Regions from separate parts of the Mus musculus genome. Here regions 1, 2 and 3 are each linked to region 4. Evidence: chromatin contacts called from public HiChIP or PLAC-seq and promoter capture Hi-C data. All regions are on one chromosome and are shown on one strand. The core of a region is the stretch at or near the end of the contact, and the rest is flanking DNA. Distances in the headings are between cores, read along the strand shown. Region 1 overlaps Usp4 (ubiquitin specific peptidase 4 (proto-oncogene)). Region 2 holds the start of Lamb2 (laminin, beta 2). Region 3 holds the start of Klhdc8b (kelch domain containing 8B). Region 4 holds the start of Apeh (acylpeptide hydrolase).

Region 1 (3,276 bases), core at 508-3,007, 270 kb after region 4:
CCTCTCTTGCTTACAGGTTGTGGAGCATGGCCTGTTTGTCAAGCACTGCAAAGTGGAAGTGTATTTGCTGGAGCTGAAGCTCTGTGAGAACAGTGACCCCACCAATGTGCTAAGTTGCCATTTTAGCAAAGCAGACACCATTGGTAAGCAGCTGGCAGGGTTCTGCATGTCTGGTGAAAGTATACAGGGTATTGTAGTTGATGAGAGGGAACCTGTGTTGTTTTCTTTCACTATTGTTACTCATCTGTGGTCTTCAGTCCTGACTTGGAAGTCTTCGTGAGGGAATGTTTATGAGGAACCAGACCTGGGAACTGTGTTCTATAGAACAGTACTTGGGCAAGCAAAATGGCCAGCAAAGTAGCTCAAGCAGGCCTGAACTCTGTATAAAGTCATGCATAACCTTGTATTCCTGATCTCCCTGTCTCCACCTCCTAAGTGCCTGGTTTATATGATCCTAGGGATCGCACTCATGGTCTCAGAACAAAAACCAAACAAAACCAATAAAAGCCTTTACTACTTGAATTGGGCATGGTGTCTAACACCTGTAATCCCAGCACTTGGAGTGCAGAGGCATGAGGATCTGCCAAGAGTTTAAGGCCAGTGTGAGAGCCTATTTCAAAGAGGAAAAAAAGGAAAGGCTAGGAAGATGGTTTAACAGGTAAGGGCCCGCTGTTCGGGCATGAGGAATTGAGTTCAGATCCCTACCATATAGGAAATCCAGGTGTGGTATGTATCTTAAACCTTAGTACTGGGGAACGTGAGACAAGCAGGTAGATTCCTGAAGCTCATTGGTCACCACTCCCAGGTAAATCAATGAACTTTTAGATTCACAGAGAGATCCTGTCTCAGAAAATAAAAGATGGGAAGGGATGGAAAGATACCTAAATATGGCCTCTGGTCCCCACAATGACACCCACCCACACACATGCTTATGCATATACCAGCACTAACAAATCACATACCATACACAGAAGACATAACAGTGGCTGGAGAGATGGTTCAGTGATTAAGAGCACTGGTTATTCTTCCAGAGGAGTTAGACTGAATTTGTAGTATCTACGTGGCAGTTTACAATTGCCTTAGTTACTGTTTAATTCCTGTGAAGAGACACCAAGACCAAGGCAACACTTATAAAAGAAAACATTTCATTGGGGGCTTGCTTACAGTTTTAGAGGATTAGTCCCTGAGCGAGCGTCATGGCAGGAAACACACTGGCGTGGTGCTGCAACAGTATTTTCATACTGATCTGCAGGCTTTCCATACTGACCTCGGAGAGGAGGAGAGAGCATGAGCAGCACAAGGCCTAGTGAGGGCTTTCGAAGCCTCCCAGGGATCCCCTTCTCCAACAGGCCACACTTCCTAATCCTTCCAAACGGTTCCTCTACCTGGGAGCCACACATTCAAAGACATGAACCTATGGGGGCCATTGTCATTCAAACCACCACACTCTCTTTAACTCCAGTCCCATGGACCCACAGCCTCTGGCCTCTTGAGGGTATCAAACACATTTAGTGTACAAACATACATACAGTCAAAAACGCATTTATACATATAAAAATTAATTAAAAAAAAGAAACCCTAACAATCTCAGGGGAGAATGGCTGATTCTGTTTGGGTTGGTTGTTGTTTTGGGGAGCTGGGGGTCAATCTCAGGACCTTTCACTCATGCTGAGCAAGGGCTCTACACTAAACCACATCCTCTGTCCACTCTGCCTAGCACCCACTTTCTTTGAGATGAAGCCTTGCTGTGTAGCTCAGATGACCTCAAACTCATGATCCTGTGCATCATCAAATCCATTGCTAAACCATGGGCTGGGCTGTATGTATCCTGGCTCCGAGGTCACTTTTTCTTCCTTAAAACTTTATTACATCACTCCCCTTCTCTCTCCTTACTCCACCCCTCCCCTGCTCTCTCAGATCTCTCCTGTGGCCTCGCCCACTCCATCTAAAATTGGTGAAATAAACTCAGAAGGTTGTGTGTGTGTGTGTGTGTTTGTCTAACAGTAATGATCATAGAACAAGCTTCTCTTCTTGTTTGTTTTCTGAGACAGAAAGTTGTGTGCCACCACGACCTAGCTTCCAGTTTTCTAACTTTTATGTTACTTTTCTTTCTTTATCTTTTCATCTTTCTTCTTCCCTTCCTCTTTTTTTTTTTGTTTGTTTTTTTGAGTCAGGGTTTCTCTGTGTAGCCCTGGCTGTCCTGGAACTCACTCTGTAGACCAGGTTGGCCTAGAACTCAGAAATCTGCCTGCCTCTGCCTCCCAAGTGCTGGGATTAAAGGTGAGCACCACCACTACCCAGCTTGCCTTAACATGAGTTTTTCCTGACCTGATGACAAACAGAGCCAGCTGTAGTGGCGCATGCCTGTGTGGCAGTAGAAGGAGGGGGAGTTCAAGGCCACCCTCTGGTATTAGTGAATTCTAGGGTTTCTTTAACTTTATTTCTGGAGACAATCCTGAGTGATGTTTTTGCCTGTTCTTAGCAACTATTGAGAAGGAGATGAGGAAGCTCTTCAACATCCCTGCAGAACGTGAAACACGGCTTTGGAACAAATACATGAGCAACACCTATGAGCAGTTGAGCAAGCTAGACAACACTATCCAGGATGCTGGGCTGTACCAGGGTCAGGTAAGCGGGCCCAACCCATGCCCAGACAGGCAACTCTGACTGGGGTGTGTGTCATGAAGGCTTCTGGCAGTAAGCATGTCAGCAGTAGGGTTTGTTGCATTGTGCTCATCTGGTTTCCCCTTTCACTCAGGTGCTAGTAATTGAGCCCCAAAATGAAGATGGCACATGGCCCCGGCAGAGCCTGCAGTCAAAGTAAGTGAGTCTTCTCCCCCATGTACCTGGCTCATAGGTGCAGAGGAAGGGAAGAGGGAAGGCTTGTTCTGAAGTAGGTGGAAAGCCGGTTTCTCATTCCAAAGCCCCAGTTTTTAAGCAGCCTGCTTGACATTCATGCACGAAATAGCTGTCGGGATTCCGTCAGGACAAGAGATGGGGAGGGATCTGATATTGTGGCTCTGTGTGTGTGTGTGTGTGTGTGTGTGTGTGTGTGTGTGTTAAGCTCCTTTATTTTTCTACTTGTAGTTTAGAGGCTTTGAGAAAGGAAGGAGGATTAGGGTGAGGTCTTGGACGACGTAAGGGTGATAGCTTGCTCCTACTCGACTTTTCTGTGGCCTCTTACAGATTACAGCTCAGCTACTAAATTTGGATTCCAAGCACAGTTATGCCAGGAGATATTCATGTGGCTTGTGGAATTGTGCACCTTGCAGTAGA
Region 2 (3,351 bases), core at 597-3,096, 390 kb after region 4:
AAATAGCCATTCGGATCATCCAGTGTGTCTTTGTGGCTACATGTTGACTTGTGTATGTATGTCTGTTCAGAGTGGAAGGCAGAGGTGGGTGGTCTTGATGCTATTGAGGCGTACTCACAGGGCTGAACAGACTTTCCAGGGGAACGCTAGTAAGCTGGCGAGTGTTTCACAGTTGCCTGGGCACGCAGCTCAAGTGCTACAGTGTGCCTGGCATCCATGAATCCCAAGCCTTCATCCCCTGAATATCATGCACATGTCGGGGCACACACATCTCTTACTAAAGAAGAACCAGGAGGGGTGAGTTCAAGGTTAGCCCTAGAAACAGGAGATTCTGTCTCAGAAATAAAAAACAAAACGGACAGCTGGGCATGGTGGCGCACGCCTTTAATCCCAACACTGGGGAGGCAGAGGCAGGCAGATTTCTGAGTTCAAGGCCAGCCTGGTCTACAAAGTGAGTTCCAGGACAGCCAGGGCTATACAAAGAAACCCTGTCTCGAAATAAATAAATAAATAAATAAATAAATAACCCTGTCTCTAAATAAATAAATAAATAAATATGACTCTATGATGTCCCTCATTGGCCGTCTAACCTTGAGACTAGAACTATCATGTAACTCCCTCTAATGCCCTTAGCCCCATCCTGCCCCTTTATCGAGTGATCTAAAATTCTGACCTATCACCTCTAGCATACCAGAGCTTCCCTAGATTGCTCACAGGACTCCTCTAGGTGACAGGAGAGTCTACTCTAGTGACAGGGAAAATCAGCGGATTGACTGCCCCGCCCCCATCCTCCTTTGTGAGGCGGAAAGTTTCCTCTGAACTTTCAGCTTTCCCACAGGCGCCTGCAGCTTCCAGTAATCTTTGCTTGATCTCCAGCAGTCTGTTCATAGCGGTGGCACTCAAAGCAAGCCGTACGGACCTGAACCCACCCTCTTCCCGCCTGAAGTCCCAGGGGTCTGGGTGGGGCGCGCGCCTAGTGGGTGCGCGCATTCCAACCCTCCGCTCCCGGGCTGCCAGGCGACTGGAAAGTCCGGCGTGGATAAATAGTCACAAGATTCGGATTCACTTGTTGCTGGTGGTCCAGAGTCTGTCACCCAGAACCCATCCTCTGGGTAACTGAGTAGCCACAGCCCATTTTAATCAGGAAACAGGCAACCTTTCTCGCAACCCATTTGCTGGAGTGCTTATGGACGGTCGAGTTCCTCGGAGTTCTGTTTCAGGCAGTAGTGCGTGGCCTTTCCAGTATCTCCGAGAGCTCAGTCCTAGTCTATCCTTTGGGGCGTCCTAAACCTTTCCACAGGTACAATAGAATTCTAGCTTGCACCTTTCCCATCCATCTCCCGACTGATGCTGTAACCCTGGGAGCCCCGCGGCTGATTTGTGGTTTCCATAGTGACACCAGGACAAAGGCCATAAGCTCCTTCCATCTGCCTTCCTGATACACAAAGATCACAAACCTCTCGATTTACCTCTGCCACCCGCCAACTCCACGAGCCCTCTTCCTGTCCCCTGAATGCCATGCTTGCCAGCAACCCCTGGTTCACATCGGGACTTAAGGGATCCGATGAAGATATGTGGACCAGGATGCTCTGTCTTTGAGCAGCCTACTCTAATTTCTTTTTGGATGCTCCCTTTTAGTTCCTCGAACTAAGCTGCTTCTTTGCTAAGTACACATCTGCTAAATAAACTTCAGCTTAAAAAGAAAGTGGATGAAGTAACCAAAGTCTGGTTCTTAGGATGAGGGTTGTCTGCAGCGGGCAGGGGTATGGTAGGGGGTGGGGTGCTATCCTCAGTTATAATCCTATTTTAGATCCACTCCGTGTTTTACTTCCTTCCCTTGCTTTCCAACTTTACTCAAAGTCGTCAGAGTCTCTCAGATTGTGGAGGAGTGACTGCTAGGTCCGACCCTGGACAGATTGAGGGCCTGGAGGGACACCAGCCCAGTACCCACACGGTCGGGTCAGCATCAGCCCCAAGGGAGGTGGTGGGCTTTCGTCTGTGGACTCTTTATCTCTCTTTATCTCTATTTTACTTTTCTTCAGGATGGAGTGGGCCTCAGGAGAACCAGGGAGGGGCAGGCAGGGACAGCCTTTGCCATGGGAACTTCGCTTGGGCCTACTTCTAAGTGGTGAGGGGGCCTGGTGAGGCCTAAGGTTGTGGGATGTGATGGTAGGTCCAGGGGTGGCAGGCTGTTCCCAGGGGCCCAAGGGATGGGGCTAGTCACCAGGAGTCCTGCTGAGCTGATTGACCCACTGTCCTCAGTGCTGGCTGCCACATTGGCCCAGGCCCCGTCCTTGGATGTACCTGGCTGTTCTCGAGGAAGCTGCTATCCAGCCACCGGTGACCTGTTGGTGGGCCGTGCGGACAGACTGACGGCCTCATCCACGTGTGGCTTGCATAGCCCTCAACCCTACTGTATTGTCAGTCACCTGCAGGTGCTTCTGGGGCCCCAGAGGAGAGGGCTGGGTCAGGGTGGGGTCGGCCCCAGCTAAGGTACCTATCCTACACTCCACCCAATCCAGGACGAAAAGAAGTGTTTCCTGTGTGACTCCCGACGTCCCTTCTCTGCTCGAGACAACCCAAATAGTCATCGGATCCAGAATGTAGTCACCAGCTTTGCGCCACAACGCCGGACAGCCTGGTGGCAATCGGAGAACGGTGAGCCCCTGAGTAGGTCATCAGGATGACTAGGGCTTGTAACCAGTAACCGCAGAACCTTGACCCCCTATTCCTGCTGCAGGGGTTCCAATGGTCACCATCCAACTGGACCTGGAAGCTGAGTTTCATTTCACCCACCTCATTATGACGTTCAAGGTGCCTGCGCGTCAGCGAACCCGCCTGATTTTGCTTTGCTTCTCAGTACCCCCTAACAGAGTCCTAGCTCTACAACGAAGCTTCCCTGAGCTCCTGTGTTGTGCTCTATGTGTGAAGCATGGTCACGTCCTGCATGGCTTCCATAGTTGAACACCTCTGCACATGCTCTCTTGTGCCCCATTCCTAGGCTAAGTCAGATACAGTCTCTCTGGGTCTCGTGGTATTTTAACCTGCCTGTCAGAGGTGGCTGTCCTCCCTGGTCTGATCATGGTCTGGCTTTCCTAGTCTTTCCCATGTGTCTGAGATGCTCAGCAGTGATCATGACTAAGCAGAGCTCTCCGTAACCTAGGCTGGACTGAAGTCCTGGTTCCTGCTAGTCAGACATGTCCTCCTTCCCCATCCAGACGTTCCGGCCTGCTGCTATGCTGGTGGAGCGTTCTGCAGACTTTGGCCGCACCTGGCACGTGTACCGATATTTTTCCTATGACTGCGGGGCTGACTTCCCGGGAATCCCACTGGCCCCGCCACGTCGCTGGG
Region 3 (3,475 bases), core at 707-3,206, 360 kb after region 4:
GGGCAACTGAGGGATGTTCTAAGCCACTCACCTCTCTCCACAGTCGCAACACCCATGGCCGCTTGAGGGAGGGTAGCCCGGCGCTCCCAGCGGCCTTCGTCAGCCAAGAAGGCCTCCACAGCAGCTACTGGGCTTTGGACTTCGTCCACGCCGCCTACCACTAGCACCTGCTTACCCAGAACCACAGCAGCGGCACCAGCCCGGGCAGTGGGCAGGGGTGCTAGTGCTAGCCATGTGTGTGAGCCCATGTCCAGAGTCTCAGCAGTATCCAGAGGTAACCCAGCCCGGCCACAGCCCCCCAACACCAGCAGGTGTCCGTCCTGGTGTGCCACTGTACCATATACCCGGCAAGTCGGCATTGGGGGGAACACCTGCCAAGCAAAGGCCCGACCACCTCCTGCAGCCATGGTACTCGCTCACTGCCCGTGGTAGGCCATAGTATCTGCTCAGGCTGTGGGCCTCACTGGGGGGACATGATAAGGCCTCATCTTGATTCTGTCAGGGCTGGATGGGTGTGTCTGCCCAGTCCAAGGGATCTTGCCTTGACCTGGAGGGGAGGCAGAAAACAAAGGGTCAGGGCCACTGTCAAGAAACAGATGAACAACATGTAGCTGAAGGCAGGCCAGGCCCAAAACCACTCGTGCAGAAAGACCCACACCTTTGACTAACACTCTACTGGTGAAGGTCCTTCTATAGTGGGAAGAATAGATTCCAGGTACCCAGAAGGCGTTCTCGGTTCTTGTGGGAACATGAGGGATTCTTCCCTCCCCAACCTTAAGAACTAGCAAATAGTAACTTGATCAATTTAGAGTGGAAGGGAAGATAGAGCCCAAATCTCCATCCTAGCGTGCTTCCTGTCCCAACAAGTCTTATCTCAGTGCTCCAAGAGAGTTCTGCATCCTCTACACACTGGCATCTAGTGTGCCTTCAACAACCTGGGTCCAGCCATCAGGGTCCCTCATCCTGTAGTCCTTACAAGAAGGATCTTCTACAAGGTATAACCATTTATATCAGCAAAAGGCCAGTCTCATATGCGAGACCCAAAGGGGCTAGACTCCAGGATTCCACACTCCCTTTGAAGTCCATCCTTTATGGGTGTGGCGATGCCAGCAGATTCCCTGCTGAGGAGGTTTTAAAAGGCTGGTGTAGAGAATCTCTTGAGCACAGGATTAGAAGGTCCCTGAGTCCAGGGCTTTTCCTGTAGGAATAAACGGCTGGATTCCTGACACCCCCCACCCAAGAGCACATTCCTTAGCCTCCCCTTTTGCTGTGTGTGTATCTCTCTGTGTCTATGTCTCTATGTGTATGCTGGGGGTCTCCACTCTCAGTCCCGGGATTTAACAGGGACGGCCTCCTGGCCCCAAACTTCCAACTCAAAGGAGAGTGGGGGGCGGGTCTGGCTAGTGGGTTTAATTAAGGTTCTATCCTTCATGCCCCAAACTTCCCCTGCGCGAGGTTCCCGCGGGACTCACCTGCTGGATCTCAAATGTCGCCAGGGCACGGGGTCCGCTGTTCCGCCTCCGCCTCCGCTGGCTCCGGCTAGGGCTGAAGCTGGGCTCTGGTGGGGCTCCCGCACCGCTCCGGCGTGGGGCGGGGCTGGACCGGGTCCGCCCCTCGCTCCCCCCTCCCCAGATTCGGGGAAACCTCCTCCCGCCTTAACTCTGCACATGCCACGGCAGGAGTAGGGCGCACCGACCCACGGTCACCCAAAATGAACAGACAGGCATATGGACATCCGGCCGGCCAGGATTTAGGGCTCTACCTGGGGCGATGATAGAAATGAGGCAGCGGCGAGCAACACAACACCGGTATGGTGGGATCGGAGGCGGGTGTCGTTGTGAGTCGGATCCACTCTGGGTACAATCAGCCAGGGGCTAGCCAGTGGAACCTGGGGCCTTTAGGGGTCGGAGTCCGCCCATCACAACTGAGCTTGGAGGTGCCAAACCACAAGCTTCCCAGCGGCGCCCCCTAGAGGCCACTAGGGCTGTAGCCTGGGCCTCTGGTTGGGGAGCCCAGCCGAGCTGTCCTAACCATGACACAAAGCAGGACACAGAAAAGATCCCTTAGTGTATATGGAGACTAGCAGCTTGTAGGGTGGAGGGGCAGACTGTACTAGCCTTGGGGCCTATCTAGACCTTCTTTATAGAAAAGTAGGTTATTTTTGCTTCGATCCGAGCAGTGGATGTGCACAATCAGCCAGATGCCAGGAGTCTCTCTGCCTAATGCTACTCTGGGGCTACTACTCAGAGGTTGGGTGACTGTTCATCTTCAGGGTACAGAGCTCATCTCTAGCCAACTCCGTGGTCATGTGATAGCAAACTGGTGTGACAAAGACTCCCCTGGAGTGAGAATTCTGAAATTTTGATTTCTTTTAACATCAGAGAAATCGTATAGGAATATGTTTTTGTTTTAATGCCAGGTGTGGAGATACGGGGCTGCTTCCCAGCAGCTGACTACGATTTGCCTGTGTTCTAGCAAAAGCAGGGTTTTGCCAGCTGCACATAGTTTCTGTGATTGTGTTATGTTTGGAATTCTGGGTACTTCTCAGAGGATATAAGTTTGAGAGCCCTGGGGGGTGGATGGGTGGTTGTTGGCCATCAGTGGGGAGGGGACTAGTTGCAGTTTGTTAGTTGTCAAAAGAAATTAGATTCAAGGACCTCTATTTATCTCTCCCCTCTATCCTTCTTTCTCTCCTATCTAGTGATAGGGGTTGAAACTGGGGGATGAAGGGTGGGAAAAAAACCCACAAAGTAGCAAAGACCAGCTGCATCCACCTACCTCTGATTCACACTTTGGCTCAGCCTATCTTGTGAGCATTCTGATCAGCCGAAGCTTCCAGTTGGAAAGCTTGTGTGAACAGCTCCTGCACTTGTCTGTGTCTGCTCATTGATTCCGACCCTTTTGTGTACAGTGTTTAGCTTAATTTTCCCAACGCAGATCTTGAGGCAGTGACACAAGTGTGTGTGGTTAGTGTAGGAGGTGAAGCCAGGAAGCACCCGCAGAGAAGTAGCAAGAAGACCAAGGAAAGCAGCCAATAAAGGAGGTACCATCAGTTACCACCGTGGGTAACTGCAACCTGGGGATTCTGGGAGGTGACTAGAAACATGGGTCTTATATTGTTACTGCTCCCAAGAACAAGGGGACCTAAGAAACCCACCTTCACATCCCCAGGGATCATACAGTACTAATGCCTTTGCATGCCCAAAATTCTGACTGTCCAAAATGTGGATGAACCCTTCTTTATGACTAAATAGAGCCTATAGCTCTCTCAGTGGTTGTCAGTTTGAAGTGAAGGGCATGTCTAGAAATGATGGCGCAAAGACTGGCCTCAAACTGCACAGACTCTAAAGGGCCCTTCTCTACCACTCAGTGCCAAGTCTCCCATCCTCAGGCTGCTCCTCACTTGGGGCTCTGGTATGTACCCCATGTTCTCGTGTCCTCATGTTCCCCACTGTCCCTGTTCTAAGCCCCCTCT
Region 4 (3,363 bases), core at 663-3,162:
CTGGCTTCTTCGGCCTGGCCATCTCCTCATCACTGGCACTGACGTCCAAGGCTTTGGTTTGAAAGAAGGACTCAGCTTTGGGACGCTTCTTCTCCGCCACATACAACAAGTGCGTCTCTGAGTGTGACCAGGAGAGGCAGCCAAAGCAGTCTGCATGCAGGGAGGGACGGTTAGGGGGAGCCCAATGCTATAGCTGCCCCTTCTGCCCACCCCTCCTGCTTACCAGCCAGGCGCCTCACCATCTTCATACACAGGCCCATGCTTCTCCAGTGCAGACAGGTTGAAACTCTTGAGCTTGCGGTTCTTCTCCCAGACCTGAAGATACCTGGGCATCAGGCTGCTTGCCCCTCCACAGGGCTTCACTTGTGGCACTAAGTGACCGGCTGGCTGCCACCTCATCCTTGCAAACTCACCTCCAAGAACTGTTTTTCCTCTCCCGAGACTGCACCTCCAGCCTTGCGCAGCACTGCTTTCATGGTGCCTGAAGGAGACTCTCTGCTCAGCAGCCTGAGAACAGGGGTTGCAGGTCAGGAAGGTGCCAAGTCGTCCCCCCCAACAGCCTTGTGCTGGCCCCCTTACTGGTCACAACCTCTTAGCTGAGTCTCTGTCTCTGTCTGTCTGTCTGTCTCTCTCTCCTTTCTTTATAAGCCCTTTTAGGTCTGGCGTTATAAAATCAGAATTGGCCGCACAGGAGGCTATCTCCCAGCTAACTGGGACTCTGAAATCATACCAGCCCATGAAGCACTCCCAGCCTCAAGCTGGCTGGCCTTTTTTCTCTTCCTTAGGTTACTGACTCGACTGTCTCCAGAGTCCTAGGGACCTAGGCCCTAGTTTAGAAGAAGCTCCTAGTATTTATCAGGCCATGTCTCCAGAGACCAGACAAGCTCTCAGGGGTCAGGCACCTTGCTCTTTGCTCCCCTGAAGCCACCCAAAGTTGTCCCTGAAGGGGATAGGCACAGAGCACAACACCCTAAGGACACATGGCGACATTTATGAAAGGCTAGCAAGGCAGGTGGCTGCGGTCTTGTCTACAGACTGCTCCTGTCACACTTACTCCCCCCGGGTTTCCACACTGTTGCCCGCAGGCCCGGCAAACACCACCGAGTCTCCATCATGGAACACTAGGTACTGGCGGCAGAATCGGATGTTCTCCATTCGATCCAAGTCCCTCTGAGTCCACTCTGCAAGGGAGGCAGGGGGCTGCTCAACTTGTCTGGGCCAGTTTGGACCACTGCCCACCAATCAAGGCCTATCTTTCCCAGTCTGTCTCCGGACAGCCTGAGTATAGCCTGGACAACACTTCACTTAATATAACCTAAGCCTAGGCTCCCAGAGCCTGAGCTGACGGTCAGAGAGAACCCACTACCAACCACAGAATTTTAAGGGCAACATAGCTGTTGTTGGGTTGTAGAATGTAAGGGCCGGAGAGTCCTGCGAGGCCCACACCTTGCACTCAGGTCTGAATTTTACTCCCACACCTTCAACTCATTTACGGAATTATTTATCAGTAAGGCTAGTGCAGCCCCCAAAACACCTGTGCGCAGGAACTACAGTTGGGTTTCCTCCCCAAACCCGTGTCAAGCAGCGTGCCCTCCACAGTCCCCATCTCTCCACCTGGATGCACGGCCCGTCGCCACCCAGTTCCCTCGGTCTACACACCAGTGTGCACAGTCCGATAGAGGCCCCCATACTGCGTGGTGACCTCCGGGCCCAGGCAGGCGGCGCTCAGCGAAGGCTGGCGGCTAAGGCCCCGGTACAGCGCTGCCGCCTCCTGGGGCTCACTCAGCAGCACCTGCGCAGGGGACACACCAGGGTCAGGCTCAGCCCGGGCTACGGAGGCCACGGGGGCCACGGGCCGAGCCCTCACCTGACGCTCCATAGTCGGTCTTTCGGTAGCAGCTAAGTCCCGGAAGTGAAGCTCCGGGGGCGGGGCCTAAGGCGGTCCCCAGTTTCCGCTACACTCAGTGGCGACCTGGGACCCGCAGGGCCCTGTATAAGCTCCGGCCAGTCGGCAGGGGGCGGGGCCTGGATAGTAAGAAGGCGGGGCCTACGAAGGAGCCGCCCGGAGGGGAGGAGCGGGAAACAAAAATTCAGTCGAAGACTAGGCAAGTGGGAGGCAGAATCAGGGAGTCGAGTCCTGGGATTTTTAGAGAGGGGAGGCTCCGAGGAGTGAGGGCGGACGTATAGCAGCAGAATACAGAGCCGGTGTTCAGAGACAGGGCAGGTCTGGGAGGAGTGAAGGAAGTAGGATTGGACTCCAGCCGACTGTGAGCTGAAAGCTGCGGGATCAGAGAGAAAGCCCTGAGCGTTCGAAGGGTGGGGCTTCGGAGGAACACTAATGATCCTTAAGGATGAGGGGGCGGGGGCGGGGGCGGGGACGGGTGGGAACCGAATACAGAGACTAGCGGGTCTGTGAAAGCGGAATGTTGCGGGGCGCCTCAGTCGCAGGGATCTCTTTCAGCGCTCTCCCCATCTACTGCAAGCCAGGCGATTAGGAGTGGGAAACTTAGGTTCCCGGGTGGAGCCCTGGGGCGCCGGGCAAAGGGCGGTGCTGAACTCTCTGGGTGCTACCCTGGCTTATCAATCACCAGACTTGCCCCTAAAGCTATCTGTTGCCACAGCCTTAACCCGCCCTTCTCAGAAGCTCCTTGCTGCGGATCGTGAGCCGACTGGGTCTCAACCTACTCCAAGGGCCGATGTGGAGGGTCAGACTTCACCTAAGAGCAGCGAGCGTGCTGTGGAAAGAAGAGCCTAGGCAGACAGTCTCCTGCACACGACACAGGACTAGGTTGACTTAGGTGACAGCAGAGAGCAAGAGTGGTTGGGCAACAGTAGGTATCTCCCCCTCCTCCATATAGCTTGAGAGTGGCTGGTCTTTTAGACCAGCTATGGGCCCCCTTGAATGAGTGCTTTCTTTCTTACTTGAGGCAAAATTGATACTCTTTAATCTCTGTTTCTTATTTTCTAGTGCTGCTTAACTTATATTTGTTTAGTTTCTCTACGTAGTTCTGGCCTCAAACTCACAGAGACCCACCTATCTCTGTCTCCCAAGAGCTGGGATTAAATGTGTGGGCTATGATATCCAGCTTGAACTATTCTTGACTATACTAAGGATTAAAGTCTCAGCCATGGGGGACTGGGGGGGGGGGGGGAGTTTCGAACAAGGTAGGCAGATGTAAAGCTTGTTTGATAGCACCAGGGGGCAGCACTTGCCCATCTAGCTCCTGGGAACCAGGATCCTGAAAACTGTCTGGTGGCTTAGGACAAGCCTTTGCACCTTCCTGGAGGGTCATGTTTGAATGGCTTGGTGTTGACTCCGCCTCAATTGTGCCAACATTTCTGAAATTTTGCTCTTTCTCATTT

Evidence for each region. Promoter capture Hi-C pulls out the DNA fragments that hold promoters and counts their contacts. HiChIP or PLAC-seq counts read pairs in DNA pulled down with a chosen protein or histone mark.
Region 1: a contact with region 4 is called in an H3K4me3 HiChIP or PLAC-seq map of bone marrow-derived macrophages, with 2.4 times the contacts expected there. The contact joins the enhancer-like site here to the promoter of Apeh in region 4. A contact is called at or near these places in 2 of 39 promoter capture datasets (cranial neural crest and pre-B cells), 1 of 484 Hi-C or Micro-C datasets (erythroblasts), 2 of 115 datasets of contacts at active chromatin or transcription factors (bone marrow-derived macrophages and embryonic stem cells) and 3 of 9 other capture datasets (embryonic stem cells, liver and pancreatic islet).
Region 2: a contact with region 4 is called in a promoter capture Hi-C map of hippocampal neurons, with 4 times the contacts expected there. The contact joins the promoter of Lamb2 here to the promoter of Apeh in region 4. A contact is called at or near these places in 13 of 39 promoter capture datasets (the 3T3-L1 cell line, the C10 cell line, the HPC-7 cell line and 7 more), 2 of 484 Hi-C or Micro-C datasets (the G1E-ER4 cell line and large pre-B cells), 8 of 115 datasets of contacts at active chromatin or transcription factors (bone marrow-derived macrophages, effector CD8 T cells, embryonic stem cells and 1 more) and 5 of 9 other capture datasets (adipose tissue, embryonic stem cells, liver and 2 more).
Region 3: a promoter capture Hi-C map of liver shows a contact between it and region 4, with 9 times the contacts expected there. The contact joins the promoter of Klhdc8b here to the promoter of Apeh in region 4. A contact is called at or near these places in 21 of 39 promoter capture datasets (the 3T3-L1 cell line, 3T3-L1-derived adipocytes, the C10 cell line and 12 more), 3 of 484 Hi-C or Micro-C datasets (the G1E-ER4 cell line, the N1E-115 cell line and large pre-B cells), 10 of 115 datasets of contacts at active chromatin or transcription factors (the SCID.adh cell line, bone marrow-derived macrophages, effector CD8 T cells and 4 more) and 5 of 9 other capture datasets (adipose tissue, embryonic stem cells, liver and 2 more).

Annotation. Positions count from the first base shown.
Region 1 is chr9:108,360,079-108,363,354 of GRCm38.p6, forward strand. It overlaps Usp4 (ubiquitin specific peptidase 4 (proto-oncogene)), which reads left to right. Exons shown (of 22, transcript NM_011678.2): 4 at 17-143; 5 at 2,483-2,628; 6 at 2,759-2,820. Among named protein-coding and RNA genes, the nearest start is that of Usp4, 14 kb to the left of the region's middle. Within about 2 kb of position 1,758, at least 6 of the 459 cell types and tissues checked have an H3K27ac peak or open chromatin away from gene starts, as enhancers often do. A contact at or near this core is called in bone marrow-derived macrophages, where this site is marked.
Region 2 is chr9:108,478,016-108,481,366 of GRCm38.p6, forward strand. Lamb2 (laminin, beta 2) reads left to right here and starts at 1,847. Exons shown (of 33, transcript NM_008483.3): 1 at 1,847-1,959; 2 at 2,043-2,128; 3 at 2,263-2,435; 4 at 2,523-2,658; 5 at 2,741-2,814; 6 at 3,219-3,351. The coding sequence starts at 2,044.
Region 3 is chr9:108,450,845-108,454,319 of GRCm38.p6, forward strand. It overlaps Klhdc8b (kelch domain containing 8B), which reads right to left and starts at 1,957. Exons shown (of 6, transcript NM_001359428.1): 1 at 1,473-1,957; 2 at 32-547. The coding sequence starts at 407. It also overlaps a transcript of Ccdc71 not described here.
Region 4 is chr9:108,092,568-108,095,930 of GRCm38.p6, forward strand. It overlaps Apeh (acylpeptide hydrolase), which reads right to left and starts at 1,913. Exons shown (of 22, transcript NM_146226.2): 1 at 1,868-1,913; 2 at 1,660-1,792; 3 at 1,055-1,181; 4 at 414-507; 5 at 240-315; 6 at 1-150. The coding sequence starts at 1,879.